Regions from separate parts of the Sus scrofa genome. Here region 1 is linked to region 2. Evidence: chromatin contacts called from public Hi-C data. All regions are on one chromosome and are shown on one strand. Each heading gives the region's core, a stretch centred on a gene start, on an enhancer-like site or on the middle of the called end of the contact. The rest is flanking DNA. Distances are from core to core; before and after follow the strand shown. Region 1 holds the start of RAD1 (cell cycle checkpoint protein RAD1). Region 2 holds the start of DROSHA (ribonuclease 3).

What was found. Hi-C and Micro-C count contacts between places; a contact is called where the count stands out from the background.
Region 1: a Hi-C map of skeletal muscle shows a contact between it and region 2, with 6 times the contacts expected there. The contact joins the promoter of RAD1 here to the promoter of DROSHA in region 2.

Annotation. Positions count from the first base shown.
Region 1 is chr16:20,510,808-20,514,929 of Sscrofa11.1, forward strand. It overlaps RAD1 (cell cycle checkpoint protein RAD1), which reads right to left and starts at 1,365. Exons shown (of 8, transcript XR_308376.3): 1 at 1,231-1,365; 2 at 511-775. BRIX1 (BRX1, biogenesis of ribosomes) reads left to right here and starts at 1,474. Exons shown (of 10, transcript NM_001244824.1): 1 at 1,474-1,667; 2 at 3,674-3,785. The coding sequence starts at 1,494.
Region 2 is chr16:17,846,564-17,850,642 of Sscrofa11.1, forward strand. DROSHA (ribonuclease 3) reads right to left here and starts at 1,391. Exons shown (of 35, transcript XM_021077126.1): 1 at 241-1,391. C16H5orf22 (UPF0489 protein C5orf22 homolog) reads left to right here and starts at 1,709. Exons shown (of 10, transcript XM_003359737.4): 1 at 1,709-1,900; 2 at 3,156-3,301. The coding sequence starts at 1,820.

The DNA.
Region 1 (4,122 bases), core at 115-2,614, 2.7 Mb after region 2:
TCTGAACTATTCAAATATTACTTTTAAGAGTAGATTATACTATAACCAATAAAAGGGATTTTTTTTTTTTTTAATCATAGGGAGGTAGTGGTAAAGGGCATATGCTATGGAAACAAATGTCCTGGGTTCTTATCCCAATTCAGCTGCTTGCCAGCTGTAGGACTGTTGACAAATCACTTAACAGTGTCTCAGTTTCCACATACGTAAAAATGAGAATAATAACAGAACCTACATCAAAGACTATTCTCTGAGGATTAAATGAGTTAAACATATAAAACGCTCAGAAGAGTGCCCGGCCTATAGTTTAGCTTAATATATTCTAGACATTATTATTATTATTAACCATTATCTCTGTTAAACAAGATTGCAGAAGAATTTGTTACCAGGAGAGAAAAAGAATTCAAGTAATGATATTTTGCTCTTTAACTTAAATGATATCAATTAAGACCTTCATTGTCTGGGGTGAAGAATATCACTAAGTCCCAGGCTTAAAGGTGACTACTTTCATACCTGAATAAAAGCATTTGCTTGCACACACTTTGCATTTTCCACTGTGACCTTGATTCCATTTTTAGTAGCGAAACAGGTGGCATGTTCTCGGAAATGAATAGCCTTCAAGATAGTGGAGAGATTCCTCACGTTGTCGAGGCTGGCCACTAAACTGTAATCACTCTCATCTGGGATCTGTTGTGTTAGGAGGGGCATGGTTCACTGCGCATTCCGCCCGGAGAGCGGCTCCTGATGCCAACACCTGCTCCCGCTGGTCGCGGAACACCTGATGAGATCAGACAAACTCCCGTCAATGCTGGCTAAGCCCGCGATCTCAACCTGCGCTGAGCCAAGTGGAAGAGGCCTGGACGGTGAACTCGACCGACCAGGGATTGAACCCCACTTCTGCCACTTAACTGTCTAACTTTGGGGGAAATTATCTCTTTAAGCTACGGTTTCCTCGTCTTCAGTAAGACGACAGTAACCATGAAAAACTGAACGATGAAAACACCCAACAACAACAACATCATTCTACTCGGGCCAGCTTCGCCACGCCAAGATGAGGCTGCGTATCACCAAAGAGTCGGTTTTGAGCTGTCCACGCAGCCAACCTCGTCCCTAACAGACAAGGGGTGGGGGTGGTCCTCGGATCCTCCAAAAGCCCCAGACAACGCGGCGCACCAACCCGCCGCGGGACTGCACCCGTTTACTAGTCTCGATATGCCAAGCGCCCAAACCCACCTTTGGGGTCGGGACGCAGCTCCCTGGCAGCCGGGGAGGAAGTGGAGCGGCTCCCGCCACTTTTTCAGACCCGCCAGCCCCGTCAGCACCGTCACCACAGAGATAGACAAAGCCTAGAGAGTCTGGCATCCGGTACCACAGAGACCGGAAAGAGGCACCTAGAGCTGGAGGACTGCCGAGCCCAGCCCCGGGACCATAGAGATGGGAAAGCGGAGCGAGCGGCGCAGCCGGAAGGAAGGCCCAGAGAGAAGCTGGGGAGCAAGATGGCGGGAAGCAAGATGGCGGCAACCAAGAGGAAACGGCGTGGAGGCCCGGCTGGTCCGGCGAAAAAGCTGAAAAGAAGCGAAAAAGACGCCAAGCCGCCTGCTAAGTCAAGCGAGGTGGCAGAGGAAGCGGAGGAGGAAGATAGAAATCGTATTCCGGGCCCGGTTTGCAAGGTAGAGTGGGCTCTGCGGCCGCGGCTCCGCACGCCTTCTCTGAGGCTACCTATTTGATTATGGCTCTGCGGGTTTCGGAGTTTCTGAGGTGTTCCTGGAGGTCGTTTTCAGCCCTTCCAGCTGGACTGGCTACCAGGTTTATAGCTAAAGCTTGGACACATGGCTGCCCTCCTGGAGGCGCGGGCTGAGCACCTGGGTGGGCTTCAGAGCTTTTAGAGGGTCACAGAGAAGCGACTTTGAGGGTCTTAATTCCAGCGTTTAGTCTTCCATTTACTCCCCTATTGTTGTTGTTGTTGGAGAGTAATAGTTTTACCAATTAAAGTTATTCCTCGCTATTGAGTGTATCCCTTAGAGTAATACTTCCATATACCGACATAGTTAGGTATGGTTAGTTAGGAATCCTAAAGCTTGTTATGTGGCCCTTTAAAAAGTTCCTTTTCTTGGGATTGTGAATTTGACTTGCTTGATCTCGGGGTAATGAAAGCTAGACAAGATAACGTGAGCTTTTCTTGTATTCATGAAGTTTTAACGTGCCGGGCACGGTGAGAAGTTAGGTTTCCCCTGCCTTGGGATTGCAAAACTAGAATGTGACCACTTCAGTTTAGAAGGAAACTAGGAACTTATATGTTTTTTGCTCAAAACAAGGTGAGCACAAGTTGCTGCTAACTTTAATTCGACTGAGAGCTCCTTAAGCCAGGTCAAATATTGTGGAGACTAGAGTTAACATTTGTTTCATAAACTTCTCTGTCGACCTTCAGCTTTGCCAGATCTCTGTTTGACACGCTAGCGAGTAATAAATGACCCTTAATGGTTTGGTGGGGTGGCAAGCATTGGGAAAGGAGTGAGCTTTGAGGAATGAAAGATGAGCTTGAATTGTAGCCCTGCTCTTAACAGGGACGTTTTGAGCTCTTTTCTCACCTGCAAATTGAAAGGAAGAAAATATGATTTGCTTTTTATGAAAAATAAGCAGACTTCTGTTAGATTTTCAGTAAATGTTAAGCGTTCTCTTTTAGGAGCTAGAAAAAATACGATAAGGATCTATGAGTTGAGTTATAAATGAAAATTCTATTTAAATGAAGAAGATAAATATTGCTCTAGAATAAACAGGTTAGGGATTATGAAGGATTTGATTTAGCCTTTGAGCTAGATCCTAAGGTAAGAGCAAAATTCTGATTTTCAGAAAGGGGAAGGAGCAATGCAAGGGAGAGGCGGAAAGGGGAAGAGAGAGGGAGAAACTGATCAAAGACGTTGAAGTATACAAAGTGCTGAAAGTTTAAAAAATACAGCCAAGTTGGCTAGGGTGTAAGGTTGATTTGGGACAATAGTCAGGTAGAAAAAGTTAAGCAGGTGCTAGTCTGCCATATCTACTGGAGGAGCTCCTGGATGGGAAGACTAGCATTAAGGAGATGAGGAAATGATGTGAGATTTTAAGAATCTGAGTGAAGGCAGTATCAGTAGAAGATGATTAAGAGTTGTTGCTAACAGAAGTTGACAGCATTTACTAGTGCTTATGATATGAGAGAATAAAGGAAAGTGGAAGATTCAAAGTGTGGGGGATTGAAGTGATGGTGACATCATCAGAAAAATAAATAGCAAGGTAATTTACCAGATTTTAAAGTTTGGTATCTGAAGTTGAATTTGAGGTAAGTCAGCTTCTTGGGTATTAGGGCCAGAAAGAGTTCCTTACCTTTATGTAGAGTTGACAGTTGAAACTGGGAATGATTTTGAGAACTCTGTCCTGGAGAGATCAGGAATTTAAAAAGAGGGCTAAGAAAGAATCTTTAGAGGCAGGAGGACAAATTGGAGATTGAAGAAGAAAAAAAAAAGAAAGAAGGCCAAGAGTATATCTGGGTAAAAGCTGGGTCAGTGAATGCCACTGAGAGATGAATTAAAGGTTAAGGTCAGAATTATTTGGCTTGCTACTTGCAAGCTTTTATCTTTAAACGAACAAATGAGATAGATGCACTGTGAAATTTTAAATTTTTTCAAATTTTTTTTTCCTTTAGGGCAAGTGGAAAAATAAGGAACGGATTCTCATCTTTTCTTCCAGAGGAATAAATTTCAGAACAAGACATTTAATGCAAGACTTGAGAATGTTGATGCCACATTCTAAAGCAGGTATCTTTATAGCATAGACTTTAAAATTTTGTATTTATGGGGAGTTCCATGGTGATGTAGTGGTTAGGACTCAGTGCTTTCACTACTGTGGCCCAAGTTCAATCCCCTAAAACCTGAAAACGTTGTATTTATGAACTCACCTATTTATATATATTTTCACTTCAAGTCGCACTTTGTTCAGCCTTGTCAGATAAAGAAACATGACTTTTCAGAAGTTTATCTGTTCAGTGCCAAAATTTTTCCAATTATTATTTTGTTAGAAATTCTTTGAAAAATTCATTAAATACTCTCTTGACTTGCTTAAACAGATATCCTAACTAGCTAAACATTTCTTAAA
Region 2 (4,079 bases), core at 141-2,640:
ACCTACGATTTTCCCTGTTGCCTAATCAAACAAAGTACTACCACCAAGCTTGTTCTTTGTTCCCGCTCTTCTAAAACCTCCTACCTGATGATTTGCCCATTGAATTTCTAGCCCTCTACCTAGGTCAGATGCCACCTCTTTTCTTCTGTAATGCCTTTCTTAGTTCCCTTTAGGAAGTAATCCCATTCCTTCTAGACTCCTGTTACTCTCAGTCTGTACTTACTTCTTTATAGCACTTACCAGAGACTTCCTCATATTATAGCCATGTGTGCACATGTCTAACTCCTCCACTAGATTATTAGCTCCTTGATGGATTGGATTATTGATTCATAGTCATTTCTGAATCCTTCACAGGCCCTGGCAGAGTATCCTGCACATAGTAGGTGATCAATAAATGTTTACTGTCTCACTAATGGTATGTTTCTAGGTTGCTACTGTACATTTCCACACTGCATATATCTGCAACAGATGTGCATTACCAAAACCAGACAAAAGCACGTCTTTTCACTGATTCATGCAACACTTAGTGAGCCTACACATGTCACAAGCCCTGAGCACTCAAAGATGAGTAAGATACATAACCTGGATTACTTATTAAGCTCAGAATCCGCATACAGATACATTAAATATATGTATTAGGATAAACCCAAGAAAAGAGATATGCACAGGGTCTAGGGAACAAAAAAGTGTACTGAATCTAGAGGTGGGCAACAAACAGGATCAACAACACTCTTGAACAGTGTGTTCAGACTGCTGTTGAACACTCACTATCAGATCCTTATGGATGATTTTAAAGATAGAATACCTGAAAACCCTAATTATGAAATCAACTATTAAAGGCATGGTTAGGCTGTATTGTGGATGCAAACTTTAATTCAAATCAAGGACCTCACTGCAACTGGAAAATTATTTTCTGCGTCTGCCTACTCCTAAGTTGCTGTTTCGAAGCAGAGAAACTTAGGGAGCTGTTTTGCATAGTTAACACATCCAGGAACATCGGTCCATGTAAGAAAGGGTTGCAAAGTGTGACTACGTTTTTAGTAACACCCTCTCTCCCTGAGTTGAATCTGCAGGCTGGTCATCTTCGTCTAACTGATCTGTAATTGCATGTTTCCCCTGTTTACATCTCCCGCCAGACTGTGAGCCCCACGAGGTAAGCTCCTGGTCTCCCCTCCGACACCCGGGCGGCCCCAGGCCTGGACCACCGCATGCGCTCCACAATGAATGAAAGGTCTCCTTCTTCACTCCTATTTATTTGTGGGATCTGGGCCTAGGGTCGCTTTTTGCTCTTAGCGGTAGCTCTGAAGAGGGACTACCCTATCTAACTCCCAGGAGCCTCTCGCCCCAGCCCCGGACTCCAGCCCGGTTTAAATCCGGACACTCCAAAACACTCCCTCTTCCAACACCCTCAAACTGCCCCTTTTACCTACAAGAGGCTCTCGGGATCTCCGTCAGAGCAAAGCCAGACTTATATAGCGGAGCCGCCAAGACCTTAGCGCCGCCTGCGCCTCCGGAACAGGAAACCGAGAGAATTAAAAGCAAACCTGAAAGCTGGACCACAGTAGGGAAAGCTCCTGGACTCGCCGCAGCGCCTTGTGCGCAGTGATTGGCGCATCAATAAGAGCGACGGAAATCTAAGCCAATCGCCTTCGTCAAGCCCTCCGGTGCTCTCCCCCTGCCCCTTACGTTCTCCAACCCGGAACCGCAACCGGGTGAGCGCGCGTTTCCACCCGGGAGTGGAGGCAGGGCCACAGCTGCGGCAGGCCGGCGTCTTCGCACTGAGCTTCAGGCTCGCTGAGACGCTTCCCCGCGCGAAAACATGAGTGACTCCGCGGGAGAGCGCCCCCGGCTCCGGTGCTACCCGGAGCTCCCCGTTTGGGTGGTGGAGGATCATCAGGAGGTGAGCGGGTGGCTGCCGGACGCTGGGGCAGAATCGCCCGAGGACTTAGGGAGCGGCGGAGCCTCGGCCTCGGAGGCCAGAGAGATGACGAGAATTAGTAATTCACTCGAATTGCATTGCTGTGGGGGAAACACCAAACGGGCTAGCTTGGAAGAGTAGGCGCAGACGTTTATGCAGTGCCCGGCAGCTCATTTAACCCCCGCGGTTTGTTCGAAATCCCACAACACTTTAGCAAACTAGTGGTGTCAGGATTCGAACGTGGGCGGTCGAACTACAGAGCCCGGAGTCCTTAACCTGCACTTTAACGCAGATTTCTTTACTGTCTCCTGGCATCTCCATCACAGCCCTGCTGTGTAAGGGGGAAGCTTTTTGTTAAGAATGTGAACTGTCATCTGTGACGTGGGTACTAAGTGTTGCTCATTCATAAGTCCTTTAGGAGTATTATTGTGTGCAGAGTGCGTGCCTAAATCTTTTAACACCGCATTTATAAACATTAAAGATATTTTCTGTATCTGTAGTATTGCTGCTTTAGGATACCTGTTGTAATCTAGACTTCCGAAAGCCTTCGAGAGTCCCATGGATCTAAGTCTTTTTTCTTTCTTTTTTTTTTTTTTTTTTTTTTTTAATAGCAGTAGTATGTCTTGAGAGTTCTCTGGATATTAAAGAGGAAGAGGGTGATTCCAGATTTGTGGATGGAAAAAGATAAGAGAATAAAAAGGAAGTTGGATTTCTGGGGACCTAGATGTAGTGCATATGGATCTGGGAGAAAAGAGCAAGCTTGGGTTTGGTGGTGCTTTCAAATTCAGTCTTCAACTTATAACTCTAAAGACTGAAACAGAACACAGAGCCTTGTAGACCACATAGCCTAAAAGTATAGAAAAGGCCCAGAGACCCAGAGTGTCCAGAGCATACCTTTAGTGCCAGAATGTGTATTAACTATCAGTTTTTTCCCCGAGTGCCAGTCCTTGTCTGCCTCCCCACGCTATCTTTAGTTCATGGTGGAGGCAACATGGCAGCCAGAGATGCCCACTAAAGCCTTCAGAAGTGTAACCTGGAAGTTCTGAGGAAAAAATAAAGCTTAAGATGATTATCTATACCCATCTTCAATGAACAAATTTTATATTTTCCTACTTTTTAACAACTTGGTGGACTCAAATTATATGCAATTATGTTTAGCATTATTTTTCAGCGTGCAGTTGGGTGTATGTTCATGATGTCAGTGCCTATTCTGAATGTGTGCCTGTGTCTTTTACAGGTTCTGCCTTTTATATACCGGGCCATTGGCTCAAAGCATCTTCCTGCAAGTAACATAAGTTTTGTGCATTTTGATTCACATCCAGACCTCCTTATTCCTGTGAATATGCCAGCTGACACTGTATTTGATAAGGAAACGCTTTTTGGGTAATATTTTGTTAATGATCTCTTATGTGCCCGAAATACAATTTGTGGTAGATGATAAGCAGTTATGGGAAATAGTTTTTTCGAAGCTCCTGAGTTTTGCTTTTGTTTTGTTTGCCTTTTTTATTTATAGCAAGTATGAACAAACTTGTTCTTAAAGGGCCAGATAGTAAATATTTTAGGCTTGCTGGCCATATGGTGCACCTGCTTATTTTTGCCTTTATAGTGTGAAAGCAGCTGTAAACACAGCATCAGCAAGTATCAGTGGCTGTGTTCCAGTAAAACTTTATTTGCAAAAACCAGTGGCCCAGCCAATGTTTGCCACCCTCTGCTTTAGAATATAGGATTTTAAAAGTAGAAGTAGAAGAGACTTTAGAAATTATTTCCTTTTTCCCTGTAAAAGTCGGGATACGGAGACACAAAAAAATGTCTTGAACACATAGTTCAGTAATTGTATAAGCAGCACATCTTTAATTTATGCTTTCTTTCAGTATTGAGTTCTTCCAACTGCTCAGTTTTTTTATTTTCAGGTCACAAATCCTATTGACTTTCAGTTATATAGAATCATAGAGATGGATGTGAAATTGTACCCTATTCTTCAAGAAAGACATACCTAGTGTATCTCTAAATAGTGACTTACTAGTCTCTCTTCAGTAATAAGTTCCCTGAAATTCTGTCAGTGTCTCTTATGTATTTGTCACAATATAGCTGTTCATACACTATGAAAAGTTATATAGCAGTAATTTTCTTGTTATAATACAAAATTAAAAACAGATGCTTG